Regions from separate parts of the Ovis canadensis genome. Here region 1 is linked to region 2. The links are chromatin contacts, called in public Hi-C maps. All regions are on one chromosome and are shown on one strand. The core of a region is the stretch at or near the end of the contact, and the rest is flanking DNA. Distances in the headings are between cores, read along the strand shown.

Region 1 (2,862 bases), core at 69-2,568, 75 kb after region 2:
TTGTTTTGTATTATCTTTCTTTTGTATTGAAATGAAAACTGACCTTTTCCAGTTCCGTGGCCACTGCTGAGTTTTCCAAATTTGCTGGCATACTGAGTGCAGCATTTTAACAGCGTCACCTTTTAGGATCTGAAATAGCTCAATTATATTTTGATCACCTTCACTTCCTGGTGGCTCAGCGGTTAAAGCGTCTGCCTCCAATGCAGGAGACCCGGGTTTGATCCCTGGTTCGGGAAGATACCCTGGAGAAGGAAATGGCAATCCACTCCAGTATTCTTGCCTGGAGAATCCCATGGACAAAAAAGTCTAGTAGGTTACAGTCCACGAGGTCACAAAGAGGCGGACATGACTGAGCGACTTCACCTTCACCTCTACTAGCTTTGTTCGTAGTAATGCTTCCTAAGGCCCACTTGACTTCACACTCCAGGATGTCTGGCTCTAGGGGAGTGATCACCCCATCATTGTAATCTGGGTCATGAAGATCTTTTTTGTATAATACTTCTGTATATTCTTGCCACCTCTTCTTAATATCTTCTGCTTCTGCTAGGTCCATACCATTTCTGTCCTTTATTGTGCCCATTTTTGCATGAAATGTTCCCTTGGTATCTCTAATTTTCTTGAAGAGATTTCTAGTCTTTCCCATTATACTGTTTTCCTCTATTTCTTTGCATTGATCACTGAGGGTGGCTTTCTTATCTCTCCTTGCTATTCTTTGAAACCCTGCATTCAAATGGTTATATCTTTCCTTTTCTCCTTTGCCTTTAGCTTCTCTTCTTTTCTCAGATATTTGTAAGGTCTTCCCAAACAACCACTTTGCCTTTTTGCATTTCTTTTTCTTGGGGATGGTCTTGATCACTGCCTCCTGTATAATATCACAAGCTTCTGTCCGTATTTCTTCAGGTACTCTATCAGATCTAATCCCTTAAATCTATTTGCACTTATTGCATTTATTTAATCCCTTAAATCTATTTGCATTTATTAAGTCCCTGCAAAGCAGTGTTCTCAGTAGCCAAAATGGGGCAAAATATCTTGCCTTCTTTGAGGGAGATAGATAATAGCAAAGAAGGGGGGAAACCCTATGGTAAGTTATGAGTTTTTTGAAGGTAGAGAGTGGTGGGGAGAAAGGATGTTGTGCTCTTTCTGTAAAGGTCAGAGAAACTGTGAAAAGGAGAGGTTTGAGTGGAGGCTTTGGTCCAAGTGCCTGGTGTGTTTGAATAGCAGTCAGGACCGTGGCTGTTGGGGCCGAGTGAGTGGAATGGAGGGCAGTGGAAGGGAATGAGGCAGAGAGGCCACGGGGACAAGTTATGCTTGTGAAACTTACTGAGTCAGAATTTGACTCAGAACGATGGGGAGTCATGAGGATTTGGTAATGGGAGCCACGGGATAGAACTGGGATCTTCGAGACTGCAGTTTAGGCTGCCCTCTAGAGGGCGAAGGAGAGAGACAGAGGTCCAGTGAGCAGGCTGCTGTGGTCCAGGTGAGTCAGGATGGAGCCTGTACCTATGTTGGTCCAGGTGAGTCAGGATGGAGCTTGTACCTATGTTGTTTTCTGGATCGATGTCAGTTCTTTGGAGACATGAATGTCTTCTCTTTGAGCTTTTTATGGAAGTGTCTTTACCCACTCACGATACATTCAATCATTAGCCATTGGTGATTGTTCAGAGTCAAAGGGTTTCACTAGCATCAAGATGAAGATTTTATTGTGCTGTATACTTTTATTTTTTAAATATCTCACTATTGGGATTTTACCAGAAAAAAAATATGTATATGAAAGAAGTACCAAGGTTTAGGAACTCTTCCAGGAAATGGATGGAAAACAAATACAATATTTCTTATTATAAATCACAGTATCAATATAGTGTACCCAGCTGAATAATTACTGACATGTGGTGAATACTTTTTACCTGTGTCGTACTGCGTGTTTTTTGGCAGAGTGTTTTGAAGCTAATCAAAGGAATCATACCAATTAATCTTAGAATACTTCATGAAGGAGATATAAATTTGTACACAATTGCCACATCATGGTCACAACTAGCAATATGAAAATAAGGTCCCAGGAAGCAGATTGTCAAGTGGCTTTTCAACCTGACCAGCCCCACCACCCTAACATTCTCTACTGCAAACCGACTGGTGGCTTCAGTTGTTGACCTTGTAGGCCGAGCTGTGATGACTATCCTCATATCTGACCCGCTGCCTCTGCAATTCCAGAGGCTTCTCAGATGGTCTTCTGTCATGAGTCCCTGCAAGGACTGGAAGATTGGGTGTTTCTGCAACACCAAGGCTGGACACTGGAGACCTTTATATATGGTGACTGTTTGGGGAATCAGAACAGCTTCCACACATCACAGGACTGCATGAAGTCCTGCTGACACGTGTCCGGGTCCCAGAGGTGAGAGAAATGACAGGGCAGTTTGAGAGGGGAAGGGCTGGGGAAACAGGTGGAGCTCAGGGCACCACACACCGTTCACACCTACATGGTGTCTTTCCTCCTTGCTGTGTCCCAGGAGAAGCGGCTGAATTGTCCTGTGAAACCACATACTGAGCACGTCCTTCAGGGGCCAGCTTGGCAGAAGGTTATCCGCTGGAATGTCCATCATGATAACCGGAGCCTACTCACACGCTCCCCTTTCCAAGATGGGAACACTGAGTCAGCTACTCTAGGAAGCCTGTCTGTAGTGCTTCTGCACACCCAATCTAGGCTTGGAAAACTCACTAACTTCTTGTTGGTCATCCCAGCCCCGGGAAGACTGCGCATGCACATTTCCAGGAAAGTTTAGGATCCGTCACGATGACAGGTGTCCAGCTCTGGGGCTTCAGTGGTGTCCATCAACAAGTTCCATTCTTTTGGCGGAGGACTTGTGA
Region 2 (2,700 bases), core at 93-2,592:
GAATTCTCCAGACAAGAATACTGGAGTGAGTAGCCTTTCCCTTCTCCAGGGGATTTCCCCAACCCAATCCATGGAATTCTCCAGGCCAGAATACTGGAGTGAGAAGCCTCTCCCTTCTCCAGGGGATCTTCCCAACCCAGGGATTGAACCCAGGTGGATTCTTTACCAACTGAGCTATCAGGGAAGCCCTTAGCAGGTGCCTTATAAATGTCAGCTTTCTTAGTGGGAGGGAGCTGGGCCTCAGCAGGATGACTAGTCTGTGGGTAAATCTGTGGGTGGTGATGAATTGGGAGGGGCAGGAAGGGGGCCCGCTTGCTCAGAGCCCCAGATGGTAGTTAGTCCCATGATTGGATGATTATGACCATACTTATGACAGCAGCTCTGATTTCAGCTGGGAACAGCTTCAAATCCTAGCTCTGCCACTTAGCAGTTCAGTTAATGGAACAAGTTACAGCATCTCTTGAGCCCCAACTCTCCATCACTAAAATAGGGCTACTAAATGGCTCCCTTTCTTCCAGAGCCTTATCAAAAAGCGGGTTTCTAAACTAGCACAGTGCCTGTTCCTAGTAAAGACGGCTATCGGGCCCATGATGGGGGCCATGGGTGGGCCAAGCTCACCCAGAGGAGAGCCCCAGGATCTTTGGAACCCTGAGCAGTGAATTCCAACACCTTCTGGCCAGGTTATGCAGTTCTTGGATCCGAGGGTTCGAGCTTTTGAGCAGCTTCAAGAGTGACAAGTGTTTTAATACCTGCTAGGGATGAAGAGACAGAAAAAAAGAATTGGAAGCTTCAGCTTTCTTGGGATAGCCTCCCAACCCCCACCTGGAGTTTGGCTCAGCTCAGCTCATGGTGAGGCCGGTTGACTCCTTCCGGGTCACCCATGGCAGCCCTGAGCAGCATAGTGTGGGGGCTCAGGCTTTCTTTAGTGGGCACCCAAATGCGGCATCTCACCATTTTAAGTCGGTTCCGTGCGATTACTTTGCTGACAGGCTGATGTATCTTGTCCTGTGGTTCCTTAGCTTGCATCTGACAAGAGAGAGGGAAAGAGCAGGTGAGGGGAAATGCTAACACAGGATGAGCCCCCTGAACGCCCGTTAATGCCTCTCCACTGGGCGGGTTGATAAACCCTAGACTGTGATTTTTGTCACCTTGGTTTGGGGGTGGAAATGGGGAGCCTGTTATAACTCTCTTGACCCCCTTCACCTCTCCCCCTCCCCCTAGGCAGAAAGACCCCCACCCTGGGCGTGGTTGGATGCTTTGTTGAGACCTCCACTAGATCCAGTCCCAAGTCCAACCTTGGAAACCACCTTATTCTTGGGCCTCTTCTTTGTCAGTGGACGCATGCTGGAGCTGTGGCACATATTGGACAGATGGCGCAAGACTGGTACCTGGCCCTGCCTGCGCCTGTCTGCCCCCAGCTCAGCCCACACTCAGGCTGGGCGTCAGGATGCTTGTGCTGGTGCTCCCAGGGAGGGGGGCTGTGACATCACTGAAATGTGTGACAGTGGCAGGTCTCCAAGGAGTATGTGTGTGGCAGGGGTGGAGGGTGAGAAGGTGACTCCTGTCTGTGCAGATACCTGGTGGGTGCCAGGCAGAGGCACACACTGTCACTATTTCCCTGCAAGGTAGGAAGATTCTCCCCCACTTTTTTAAATGAAGAAATCAGGGTTCAAAGAAATTAAATAATTTCCTCAAGGCCAACACAGCTGGAGAGTGGTGGAGCTGGAAACATAAGGTCTGGCAGTCAGCCCGCGAAACCTGGTTCTCACCTGTGCTCGTCTGTTCATTCATGTCATGCGTGTTCGCTCATGTGCATCTGCTGTGTGTCCGGTGTGTTCTGAGTGCTGGAATAAAAAAAAATTCTGCCATCAAGGAACTTTCATTCTAGTGGAGAAGAGACAGTATGTGTTCTTGTAAAGATTCAATAATGGGCTGTCTGAAATAAAGTATGTGTATGTGTGTGTGAATGTGTGTTTATCATAAATTTTACTGAAAGAAATCGAAAATAATAAAATTCTACAAATACTCGTATTGTGAATCCCGTAGGGCCAATTTACTCTTACAGTATACTTTTCTCAAGTTTTGCCTAACTCTTGCATCCATAGTCCACTTATGGTTGTAATAGACGAACAGGTATCATTCCAACATGAATGTTGATGTTTTCATTCATACTAAAGAGTAAGAAGAAAATGAAAAAGTGGAGGAATGAAGATTTTGGAATTCATTTCTCAGTGATCCGATCGACTTGCTCACTGCCACTGTTTTCAAATACTGGGAATGTATTTGCTCAGCCTTTTTTGGGTATGTGTGGCTATTTACAGTGTATAGGCATACCTCAGAGATATGGCGGGTTCAATTCCAGACCACTGCAATAAAGTGAATTACCAGAGTCTTTTGGTTTCCCAGTGTATATAAAAGTTACACTATACTGTAGTCTATTAAATGTGCAATAATAGCATTATGTCTGAAAAATGTGCATACCTTAATTTAAAAATACTTAATTGATAAAAAACCCTTATCATCATCTGAGCCTTCAGTGAGTTGTAGGAGTAACATCAAGGCTCGCAAGTCACCGTAACAAGTAGAATAGTGAAAAGGTTTGGAATATTGCGAAAATTAGCAAAAAGAGACACAGAGACGTGAAGTGAGCAAATGCTGTTGGACTTGCTGAATACAGGGTTTCTGCAAACCCTCAGTTTG

The links. A called contact is a pair of places that touch in the nucleus more often than the background predicts.
Region 1: a Hi-C map of fibroblasts shows a contact between it and region 2, with 3 times the contacts expected there. The contact joins the enhancer-like site here to the promoter of TP53TG5 in region 2. A contact is called at or near these places in 2 of 2 Hi-C or Micro-C datasets (fibroblasts and lung).

The regions. Positions count from the first base shown.
Region 1 is chr13:89,065,798-89,068,659 of ARS-UI_OviCan_v2, forward strand. No RefSeq gene overlaps it. Among named protein-coding and RNA genes, the nearest start is that of PIGT, 48 kb to the left of the region's middle. Within about 2 kb of position 1,319, the one cell type or tissue checked has open chromatin away from gene starts, as enhancers often do. A contact at or near this core is called in fibroblasts, where this site is marked.
Region 2 is chr13:88,991,234-88,993,933 of ARS-UI_OviCan_v2, forward strand. TP53TG5 (TP53 target 5) reads right to left here and starts at 1,343. Exons shown (of 4, transcript XM_069547075.1): 1 at 1,296-1,343; 2 at 952-1,026; 3 at 619-749. The coding sequence starts at 1,343. All of the region lies in intron 2 of SYS1 (SYS1 golgi trafficking protein), which reads left to right.